Regions from separate parts of the Rattus norvegicus genome. Here region 1 is linked to region 2. A link is a contact called in public Hi-C data. All regions are on one chromosome and are shown on one strand. The core of a region is the stretch at or near the end of the contact, and the rest is flanking DNA. Distances in the headings are between cores, read along the strand shown.

The links. A called contact is a pair of places that touch in the nucleus more often than the background predicts.
Region 1: a contact with region 2 is called in a Hi-C map of liver, with 4 times the contacts expected there. The contact joins the promoter of Glrx5 here to the promoter of Dicer1 in region 2. A contact is called at or near these places in 4 of 12 Hi-C or Micro-C datasets (frontal cortex, kidney, liver and 1 more).

What each region holds. Positions count from the first base shown.
Region 1 is chr6:129,751,083-129,757,147 of GRCr8, forward strand. Glrx5 (glutaredoxin 5) reads left to right here and starts at 2,112. Exons shown (of 2, transcript NM_001108722.1): 1 at 2,112-2,425. The coding sequence starts at 2,143. It overlaps LOC134479255 (a long non-coding RNA gene), which reads right to left and starts at 1,748. Exons shown (of 2, transcript XR_010052351.1): 1 at 1,373-1,748; 2 at 52-233. It also overlaps Scarna13.
Region 2 is chr6:129,454,448-129,460,315 of GRCr8, forward strand. It overlaps Dicer1 (dicer 1 ribonuclease III), which reads right to left and starts at 2,805. Exons shown (of 27, transcript NM_001427215.1): 1 at 2,460-2,805.

The DNA.
Region 1 (6,065 bases), core at 862-3,361, 300 kb after region 2:
TTTATTTAAAACTACTTACAGCGATGTAAGAATGAAAACCAGACACACGGCTTCCTTTATTTATTTATTTATTTATTTATTTATTTATTTATTTAAAACTACTTACAGCAATGTAAGAATGAATAAAAGCTCCCGGATGCTGGGGTGACTTAACCCACACAGGTGTCTGACTTTTGGAGCAGCTATTTTTACCTCTGCTTTTCTTGCAAACATCTTTGTACGGTGTCTGGAATCTGTGAAAGAACAAGGTTTTAGTTTGGGGCTTGCCATCAGAAAAGGAACAGGACTCAACACAACGACAAGGAATCCGCTAGGCGGTTCCCATCTGTCTTCAGTTTCCCCGTGGCTCGGGTTTCCAGCGGAGCCTCGACCTAGCGGGCTCCACGGGTCATGTGTGTACACTCTCTGATTTTTACATTCACTCCCCAGGTGCAAACGGGCCACTTCCAGCAACACCGTTAGTAACTCGAGGTCTTGTAGCAGCACTTAGTGTCCAACAGAAACCGCTCCGTCTGCTAAACAATATCTTGACTGCAAAGCTTCTCTGACTGTTGGTGGATCGACAATGACACGGCACAGTCATTATCACCGTGGCAACAGTACCCAGGATTTATCAGAGGAAAATTGCACATGGAACCGCTGGCTCTCGAGCAGGCATGCCTCAGCTTCCTCTGGAGTATGCTTTTTCTGCAAGTCTGGTGTGCTCGAGGGTACCACCAACCCAGCGCAGGTCCAAGACTACAGATTAGATAGAGGGCCACTGAGTCCTGCTGGCCAGGATCTGGATCCCCGTGCTACCAGTGTGAGCACCGACCATGTCTGGGGCTCTGTTCTAAGGGGAAGTACATGCCAAGCAATATATAAAATGGAGAGGGCAAAGCAAACAACTAGCCTGCTTATTCTTCTGCACCGTCCCCAGATGTGCAAGCGCTCTACCCATGGGCGATCATCACTGACAGAACACTCTCTTTTATTACTGTCTGTATGCATGGGGGTGGAACTCAGACGTCGCTTACACTCGGAAAGCGACCTACTACTGACCTATATCCTCATACTTTCTGTTTCTCCTCTTTAAAAGATCTTGCTGTATGGCCCAGGTTTATTTAGAAATCTTGAGTTCAACAGATCCTCTTATCTCAGCCTCTTAGTAGGCAAGGAACTTTGCAGACAACGGTCACAGGGTTCAGCAACCTCCAATTTCTTAGTTCTTTCAATAAACGGTCCTGACCCCAGCAACAGGGGGTTATGTGGGCAGAAGGGTCACCGAGACCCCAAAGACAGCCGTCCCACAGCTAGAGTACTTTACACGTTTGTAGGATAAGAACATCATTCTAGAGGCCAGGGAGATGGCTCAGAGTGTCAAGGGACTTACCCTGCACCCCAGAGTTCCATCACTGGATCCTTTATAATAGGCGGAAGTAGGGATCTGACCACACAAAGTTGTCTTCTGACTTCTATTCACACGCTGTGGCAGGTGTATGCACATAGATCATACATACACAATAATGATATTTTTATGCTAAAAGATCATTCTAGAGGAAGACTCCACGTGAGGCAGCAGCACACGGCTTGGCTGTCCACGTGCATGGCGGGTTCGAGGCTGGTCAGTATACGCCAAGTTGGCGGCTCACCTCAGCTAGTGATGCGTGAAGGCCCACCACCTCTCTGGCGCACGCCTTCGCAGGACTATCGGACCGCATTACCTTAAAAATCAGTCGCCGCAAACGGAACCGGAAACTGCGTCTGACGTGATTCCTTCCCGGCGTGCCGCGGGCGGCAGAAGCCCCGCCTTGCGCCTGCCCTGTCATCCTGGCTTTTCCCTGCAGGCCTCGAACGCACGCTGGAGGAAAGCCGTCTTCCTGTAGTCACACCTCTTGCTGTCCTTTACTGACGGACGTCCAGTTTGTCCAATCAACACGCAAAGTGGTCGTCCAGGCTCACTAGCAAGCCTGTAGGATGCGGCTCCCAGGGAAGGCCCACCGTTACGGTGTAAGCGATATGATTGGTGGAATTGAGCCAGTATTGTCCAATCACGAGACTCATCCCAGAGCCTATCCAATGAGAACTTCCAGTGGGCCGGCCGGACACCAAGGGCTCTGTAAGCCCTCGGGTGGCCGCAGAAGCGGTGATCAGCGAGCGGGCATGAGCGCGTCCCTGAGCCGGGCGGCCGCGGCTCTGCTCCGCTGGGGGCGCGGCGCGGGTGGCGGAGTCCTGCCCCGAGCCGGCGTGCGGGCAGCAAGCTCGGGCGGCCAGGCGGAGCAGCTGGACGCGCTGGTGAAGAAGGACAAGGTGGTGGTGTTCCTCAAGGGGACGCCCGAGCAGCCCCAGTGCGGCTTCAGCAACGCCGTGGTACAGATCCTGCGGCTGCACGGAGTCCGCGACTATGCGGCCTACAACGTGCTGGAGGACCCGGAGCTGAGGCAAGGTCAGGCCCGTGGGACCTGGCGACGAGGGCGCGGTGAACTTGAGCAGATCTCGAGGAGTAAGGGCCCTCCCTAGTTGCGAAGCCACCTGGGCGGAGGGAGGGTTCGCCTCGGCCCCTCTCGGGGAGAGATGTTCCTGGCTGCATAGGTGTGGGGTAGTCCGAAGCGTGATCCGTCAGAACAGGTAGATTGGGGACTGGCTGTCTGAGAGGGGGACTCACAGCGAGTACCTTGGGGACACTTGGAGGGCTTGGAAGCCAGCAGCCTACTTGCTAGGTGAGGGACTGATGCCGCCTATGTAGGGAGGAGGTCTCAGGCTTGCCTGTGTGTGCCTAACGAGGTCAGAGGCTGACCTCTAATGTTTAAGGCACCGAGGGTCAGGGACTGTCTTCTTGCCGCAGAGGTTTCACCATAGTCTAGCTGGACTCAACGTTGGGAAAGACACGGACTTTGGTTTTTAGGGACTGTAGCACCAAAGAACCCTGTGTGAACATGGTAGAGACACAGCGGGAAGAGAAAGCCACTAAGACTTCTGACCCCCGAACTGCAGCAAGGTTGGGGGCCAAAGGGCAGAGAGCAGAACAGCCAAACCTGTTGCTTTTCACTAACCCCAAGGCAAAGAGACTGAGTCCTGAAGTCTAGTTGAAATCCTTTCTCTCAGTCTTTTGCTTACTCTGAGCAGGGGAAGAGAAAGGCCAGGGATTTGGTCCTGATCCTTGGCAAGAATTGGTCAGGGTGGGCCGAGTAATGAAAAAGCTGCCCTCTCCCCTCTCCCTGCTCCTCCTTCAGTGGTATCTGGGGAACCCCGCATTCTAGAAATCCCCCCAGTCTTCTTACTGACCTGGTGCTCTGGTTTGGTCACTGCTGAAAGGAGCCTTTTCTATGAGAATGGAGTATGCAGCGTTTGAAATTACTAATTATAGCTATTCATCGTGGTATGGTCATTCTTCTTGAGGCTGGGGCTGTGGAGATCAGGTTTGCTTTGGAATGGTCTGTGATTGGTCTGCAGCACAGCCATAAGTAAAATGAAGAATTATGACCCTGAACCTGGCAGAGTCCGTGAGGAAACGAGAGACGATAAAAACTATAGCTGGGCATAGAAACTCACTTCTGTAGCCCCAGTTCTCTGCAGGCAGAGGCAGGGGGATCACCAGTTCAAAGCCAGACTGCACTGCATTGTGGGAATTCCTCCTTTCCCTTCCATACTGTATATAATGCCATCCTCTCTGGCCCGAGAGGCACCCACTAAGTGGCAGCAACTTTATTATTAAACCTGACGGCTTTCCATGGTGTTTCGTGGCTGACCCCACATTAGTTCCCTGGGATGGTTTTGATGGGCGTGGCTCTGGGGTGAAGCAGAGAAAGAGCAACTGAACGAGTGCTACCAGGGATGATGGCCAGACGTGCCTTGTGCTCTGAACCCCGTGTTTTCCTCCTCAGCTAACATTTGGCTGCTTGTGAGGCTCTGGGGTTATCTGGCCCAGGGCACGTTGTGGCTTTGGGTCAGAGGTGGCTCCTTGCAGGGGGGAGATAAGCAGCTACTCTGCAGCCTCGGAGCTAGGACCTACCTACCTGCGGTCACCCCGCCAGTGTGGCTCTTAGCAGACGCTACACTGTGGATATCTTGCTTAATATGAGGTCTGAGGAGCTTTGGCTTAGGATTTATGTTCCCCTGTTTAGTGTAACTGGAGGGAAGATACACCGGGGACAACCAATCTGAGAACGAGTATCAGGACCTGCTCTGTCGTCCACCTCACGTGCCTGGTCTCTCACCATTAGGTGCTCAGATGACACAAGAATTTAGCTCTTTTTTGTTGTTGTTGTTGATATTTGTTGTTGTTGTTGTTACTCAATTTTATTTATTATTTTTCTTCTTTTTTAGACAGGCTAGCCAAGCTCGCCTAGAACTCACTGTGAAGATTAGGCTGGCCCAGAACTTGCATTGTTCCTCCTATTGCTCAAGTGCTGGTGCCGGAGAGCCATTGTGCCCAGCTTCAAGCCTTCATTTCACTGGCTTGTTAGTTTTGTTAGTGTGTTCTCCAAATAATTAAACATGAGCCTCCTGTAGCTTAGAAAAATGAAGGTTAGTGGAAGGGCTGACATTCAGACTGATGAGAGTGTGCCCCCCCATCATCGCCCGCTCCGGGGGGGCCTAGCCAGGTTGAGCCTTTCAAGAGGTTTTTGTCTATAGTCAAGTATGCCAGAGGGCAAGGGGGTAGCTCGTGCTCGCTTTGGCAGACAAGGAGAGGCCACTCACCTGTCCCGCTGTGGCAATGGTCCTTCCTTCTCCCTTCTGACAGTTTTCAGAGGGCCCTGCTTCTCACCCAGGATCCAGGACGGGTGGTGTAAAGAAGGCTTCTGGTCCTCACTTTTATCACCTCGGGTACACACAGGACACAGTGCTGCCTTGTGGTTCCTTGGGCAATCTTGCGGCTGCTGGCATTGTGAAGTCCTGCCTGCCTGCACAGAGCATTTCACCTTTGGAGGGCAGGGGCCCGGCTTGCACAGAGGCCTGTGCTGCAGGGAGTGCCACTTGAGCAGGGCAGGCTTTCTGTGACTGTTACCTTGCTAAGGCCAGGCTGGTGTCGCTCACAGTCACAGCATAGACTTCTCTGTGACAGCTCTGATAGTCCCGTGCCCATCTTTCTCTATGCGTTCATTACAACAAGAGCAGGGTAGGGGGTGGAGTGTTTTTGAGTGCATAACCAGTACCCCATGTTTTCTTGTCCTTATAACTTGTAAAGTTTCTGAGGCATAAGCCTATGTGACATTGCCACATGTGTGTACCTTATGTAACATGGTCAGGTTAGCTGGCCTAGCTGTCACTTTGGACATGTTGATGAGTCTGGAGCACTTGGAGCCCTCCCTGCTGGCTGTTGACTTCTGTCTCCCAGAGTTTTCTCAGTGGCTCTCCTGTGTATTTAAGCCCTTCTTTCAATCCTGCTGTGCCCCACCTGTGAACTCTGTTTTCTTTAGCCTCCTTCTCCCAGCCCTTTTCCTCCGCACAGCCTGTAATTGTTTATGAAGCAGCGTCTGAACATTCAAGGAAAGAGGTACTCCCTACTCTGGCGAATGTTGGAAGTTGGATTCCCAGTTGTGTGTGTGCACCCTTTGGGTCCAGCCATGTGCTGTGGGCGTCTGGCACGAGCACTCTGGAATTGTAACAGTCAGTGTTGAAGATGAACAGAGCTGTTTCCCTTCTCCCAGGAAGATAGTCTGAGGTGGAGACAGCTTCCTTGGTGAAGGGCCAGGTGGGCTGTGGACTCTTGGGTCACCATTGCTTCTGCTGCTCTGTTGTTGGAGACTGGAAGTAGACTTGGATGCTGTATATTCAGTCAGCAAGCTGAATTCAATAAAACCTTATTCACAAAGGCAGGAGGAGGTTTAGCCCAAAGCCAGCTTGTCCTCCCCACCAGGCTAGAGGGTCAAGATACAGGTTTAAGGTGTCTGTGACAACATGGCTTGTGGGGGGCAAATGGACAAGGTGAGGTCCTGGTGGGTTAGGAGGAGACTGGATTGGTAAATGGCTCAGTGATCCTGGGGTAGTGGATGTGGCTAAATACAGAGACCCATTTGGTCAAAAGTAAGTGGCCAGGGGTACAACTGTAATACTGCCTGTGTATGACGTCAGAGATATGAGTC
Region 2 (5,868 bases), core at 1,555-4,054:
AGGAAAGAGTCAAAACTTCACAATTAAAGAAGTGTCTGCTGTAAATGGTCTTCTCACAAAGCTTAAGGCTAAAAACTGTCATCAAACCATGATAAGCTAAGGACCATCTGTACATACGAGAGTTTCAGCCTTTCAAAGTGAGGAGAAAGATGCACACTCACATGAAGCCCAAAGGCATATGCTAGGTGTCAGTACACCAGCACCAAAGGACAAATCCTCAATGGCTACCCTTACATGAGGCTCCTAGCACAGCCAAACTCAAAGACAAGGAAAAGAGCAAACAATGGTCGCTTAGTCGTGAAGGGCGGAATGTGGATCAGTGTCCCAATGAGGGAAATCTGGAGGAGGACCGTGTGACACCTGCAAACCCGAATGTGCTGCACTGTACACTTAATGGCTAAAACTGCAATGAGTATCCTGTCACATTTTAAAGCAACTGCAAACGTTTAGACAAGCAGAGGACACCTGACTCTCTCAGTGGGCCAGAGCTTCCCTCACGCCACCTGTACTGAGGACAGATCCCACTTAGTGCAGTCTGCCTAAAATCCACTTGGACAGCACATTTTGAGGAGCAGGCATGCAGGCATTCTGAAACCAAATCATGATTCAAACAGTCAAGACTCAGGTAGACTCACAGTCTGAAGCAATCATCAGAGTCTCACTTCCCTCGTGTGTAAAACCAGGAAGAAGGACGCTGCATGAAGGCACTGAGAATTCAATGAGACTCTGTGAAAAGAGCCTGACACATCTTGGCACAGACTGATGAGTGTTCCCAAATGTCCTCCTTCTCTCCAAAGATCAGCCTATGTAGGCTGCAGGGAGGAAATCCTTAAGGAGCACACCCACCCTCTCAACTGACATCTCCAGCTCACAGCATCAGACAGTGGCAAAGAGGAAGATATGGCAATAGTGTGACACAATGCTATAAAGGTTATCCCCCCTGGAAAGCAGAGTTACACCTAGACATACATGCCACCACAAAACCACTCTCCAATCAGAACCAAGAGTGTCAGGCCTGTAATCCCAGTACCCCAGAGGCTGAGGCAGAAACTTCCTGGGGTCAAGAAAGACAAAAATGAACGACACCAAAATACTTCTAAAACCAAAACAAGATAGGTCAACAACAGACAAAACAGCCCAGCTATACAACTCCTACCCAGAAACGCTGCCAAAATGCAGTGCCCTGCGAGGGCCATAAAGACAACCACATTACTAATGTAGTTGCAAGGTCTTTTATCACCCAGTTAAAGCCAACCGAGACATCTTTTGGAACCACGAGTAAATTCACAGACTTAAGCTACCACACTGATCATTAAAAGCTGCCCTTGGTGCTGACAGTTCAGTACACTCCAACCGTAAGCATGTGTGCACTTCTTACACTGCACATTTCACAGGTAGCCTAAAAAGAGAAACAGATTATCCACAACTCAGTCTCCCAAGATATCAAAAAGATTATTTCCAAAAGTGTCCAAACTACCATTTGCTACAAGCCTTACCCAGAATTCCCCTTTTAGTAAAACTTTGGTTACAATGAAAATTTTTACCTAGAAAACAATGTTTATACCAATGAATTTCCAACTCAGTGATCCTATTTTACAGCAGGTTTGAAAAAACATTTCCCAAGTTTCTTAACTCTTGAATTGCATTCTTTTCTACTGGCACACTGTGAGGCTCCTCAGAAAACTGACAACCAAGACTGCAAAGATTCGGAAACTCAGGAAGTCCCAAGTAAGTCTCTTTCAGCAGATGATGTCTTTCAACACTTGAGCATCATAATACTTAGGTCATCATATATCGGTAATTAACCCTTTAGCCACAACTCTACTCATAAAGGCAAGGTCCATATAGATCACAGACTCCCAATCATTCATCCATCCATTTGGGCAAGTCTTCAGAACACTGGCGCTGTCCTGCAGGCAAAGTCATAAGGGCAGCTCAGTTCTGCTAGGCAATCCACACCAATTTGGTTTGTTAACTTGAAATGTACACTGATTTGGCCAAACGAAAGCCCCTTAAAGGCACAGCGACCAGAAAGGGGAGGGGCACGAAACACAGCCTGAGCCACCCACCCCCTAGGGCCAGCTTTGGTCACCTGCCAATAAACACACAACAATCCTTCCCAGGGCTCCAGCCCGCACCTCGCGGAGGCCTTGTCCCCCTCCTGATCCTCTGAGACATCCAGGGGTCCAGCGCCATTTGGCAGGCCCGGGTCGCTCCCGGGACGCCGGCCCGCGTGGATACCTCCTGTCTTCTCCCGGGCTTCGAACGCGGAACGGGACCTGTCAAAGCCCGCTCCTCCCAGGGCTGGGACGTGGAGAGGCCCGCGTGGACCTTCATCTACCCGGGCTCGGCGTCGCGGCCTGCTCCAGGCGCCCGCGCGGGCCTGGCGCAAGAGGCGGGCCGTGCATTGCTGTTCCCCGGGCCCGGACACAAAGCGGCCCAGCGGGAGCCCGCCTCACCTGCAGCACTGGGCGCCGCGGGCCTTCCAGAACCATCGGACCCCGCTCCGGCGCGCGCGTCACAGCCCAGGCCTCCCGGTGCCGCCCGGCGCCGCCGCCGCCGCCGCCATTTCCTGCCGCTCGCCGTCGCCTCGTTCCCGCTGTCAGGTTACTCCATTCACCTGGGCCCGGAGCCGCCCGCACCGCACCGCGCCGCGTCCCGACCCCTCCCGCCCGCGCCTGCGGAGACTGCGCAGCGCCCTGCTCGCCCGCAGCCCGCGCTCGGCCCGCGGCGACGGCGCACAGCGGCTTGGAGAATCCCACCGGCGTCGCGCCGCCGCTCCGCGCCCCCTCGGTTGCTCGCCCTGCGGCCGCATGAAAGCCGTCCTGTGATTGGTCGGGGCGCGGAGGTGAAAGGTTAATCCCGACCCTCCAGCCACTCAGGAGCTGGGAGACAGCGGACTCAGTCCGAGGCGGTGAATGAGGCCCAATGCGAAGACCGAGCTCTGTAACGCAGTCAGCCAGCCGGCGGGCTGGAGTCCTGTACCAAGTCCGGTCCGGGCTTGGTCTAGAGTAGCCTCCCGGCTCTGGCGACTCTCTCTCCTGGATGATGGCACCCTCGCAGACCCATCGCCCCCAGCCGCAAACCCCATTGCAACGTTCTTTGAGTCCTCAGAACTGGGCCCTTTGGCCATCCCTCAAAACCAATTTAAAATGCCCTCGGCGTGCAGATTTGCTAAGGCTGAGCTTGCTGAGTTCAAAGGAATAAAGAGACCGACTTAAAGAAAACCATCTTAGTGTAGCCTCCCCGACCTCCATGCATCTTGGAAAGGACTTCCGGATAGACTGTTGTATTCCAGGTGAAGAATGGACAGTTCTAGCCCTGGGCTTCTCTCCGCCCCTGGAAGCACTTCGCTGTCCATCTGAAGTGTATCCAACTGGATGGCCACCAGTTCCACATAGTGCTTGTTACCTCTCCGAATTAAGGTTAATCTTTAACAAATTGTAGTGGTTTGTTTATTAGAATAAATACTAGTGTCGTTTGTTTCATTTTCTTATTACTATTATTTTGAAAGCTGGTCTCGCTATGTAGACCAGGCTGGCCTCAAACTCAGAGATCCAACTGCCTCCGCCTCTCAGTTGGTGTGTGCCATCATACCCGGCTTTTTATAAAAATTAAGATACGTTCATCTATTTATTTGTGTGTCTGTGATTGTGTGTGAGATGCGCGGCACGGATCCTCATGATTTCACGACAGGAGGCTCCTAACCTCTGAGCCAGCTCCCCAGCCCCGTCTATTCCTGTAAATGCAATGGTTCTCAACATTCCCAATAACGCAATTCCTCAAGTTTTGATGACCGCCCCCAAGTCATAAAATTATTTTCGTTCTACTTCATAACTGCAATTTTGCTACTATAATGAATTGTAATATGTCTTCCAGTGGTCTTAGGTGACCCCGAGGAAAGGGTCGTTTGAACCCTCCCTCAAAAGATCGAGACCAACAGGTTTGAGAACCACTGTGTGAGCACTCGAAATTTTTAAGCTCCGTGGACTAGCGTTGAATTTAAAGCTCATAGGCCTGTACACCTTATATGACTCCCATTTTAAAGAAAAAAATGGTTTAAACTCCACTTACTCTGCAGCTAGGATGTGAACATCTGAGACTTGAATCTTATGCTGTCTCCCAAGCAGGTGTGCTCATTCAGTCCTGTGCTCAAATTCTGGTCATGTATTGATCATGAGTTAGCTTGACCTTCAGCCATGGGTAAATGAGGAAATAAATGTTTTTGGCTGTTCATGTTCACAAGCATCTTTGTGATGTGTTAAAGTACTATGGGCAATAGCTCTTCCTAGTGAAGACATACAGGGTTTTCGAAGTTAGTCCTTGGGCTGGAGAGATGGCTCAGCAGTTAAGAGCACTGACTGATCTTCCCGAGGTCCTGAGTTCAATTCCCAGCAACCACATGGTGGCTCACAACCATCTGTAATGGGATCTGATGCCCTCTCCTGGTGTGTCTGAAGACAGGTACAGTGTACTTACATATAATAAATAAATAAATCTTTTTAAAAATTGAAGAAAGAAATTTAAAACAAAATATACTCACATACATAATATAAATAAATAAATTTAAAAAAGGAGAAATTGGTCCTTTATAAATAAAGCAGCATGGAATCTGGTGAAGGTATAGGGTAATGATGACGGATACTGGCAGCAGAATTATGGGTGGATAAAATTGATGTTCCTTCCTGTTGTCCTTCCATAGTCCCTCAGGACCAGCTCAAAGCCAGCAAGATGGTTCGGTGGGTAAAAGAACTTGCACTGCAAGCCTAAAAACCTGAGATCAAATCCCAGAACCCCACAAAGGTGGAACCAGAACTGGCTCTTCAAAGTTATCCTCTTATCCCCCACCCCCAACCCCCAACACATACACATCACAAAAATAAAGATAGTTTTTTAAAAGACCAACCAGGCTTGTCCATTAGCAGATGTTTCTGATTTATTTATCTTTCTCTTTAACTTGAGGGCAATATGGTCCATCTGTTTTGAGCTGTCCTGGAACTTGCTCTGTACACCAACCAGGCTGGCCTTGAACTCATAAAGATCCGACTGCCTCTGCCTCCCAAGTGCTGGAATTAAAGGCGTGCACCACCACCACTCGGCTCTGTCTTTAAAAAAAAAAAAAAAAATGGGCTTGGACTGTCCCAGTGTGAGGAGAAGGTTAAGAAGGCAAAATCACAGACCAAGGCCAGCCCCAAGGACGGCTGCCCAGTCACATACTCAGGACTCACGTGATTTCACCAGAACCTTCTCCCCATTTAATTCATAAAATACAGGTGAAGGCCGGTACAGGATAGAACGAGGCCTGTCATTGGGCGAGAAGGAAGGATGGGCGGGAGAAAAGTTTGAGGGAGGGGGAAGAGACAGGAGGAGACTAGGAGAGAAGCCGTGGCAGAGAGAACATGGAGGCTGACGTTAAGATTCCACTCTGTATTTACAGGTTGTTATGAATGTTCTTAAGGGATGGATGGTACCGGGCCTTGTATGCTTAGGTGGGCAATTATATCTTATCAATTGGATCAGAGGTTATTGTGTTGTGTGTTCTTTCATGTGGTGATTCGACTTTAGGAGAGTGGGTGGTGGCTAGAGACACTAGATTCCACATTTTATTTATATCTCCAGGAATCTCAGAGCTGGTATCCCAAGCCACATTAAGCAACGGTACGACACCCTGTGCGGTGCATTTTCTGTGAGCTAACTTTGATTTTCCCCTCGTGTCTCCACACTGATCCAAAAAGAGGAGAGAAAGCTCTTCCTTACCACAGAATAAGTTTAGGAGGAGCTGTGTCAGGGCAATGATCTGACATTGAACTAGACACGAGAGATCTTAAAGCGGATTCTCTATGAATTCTTTGGAAAGTAATAACTTTA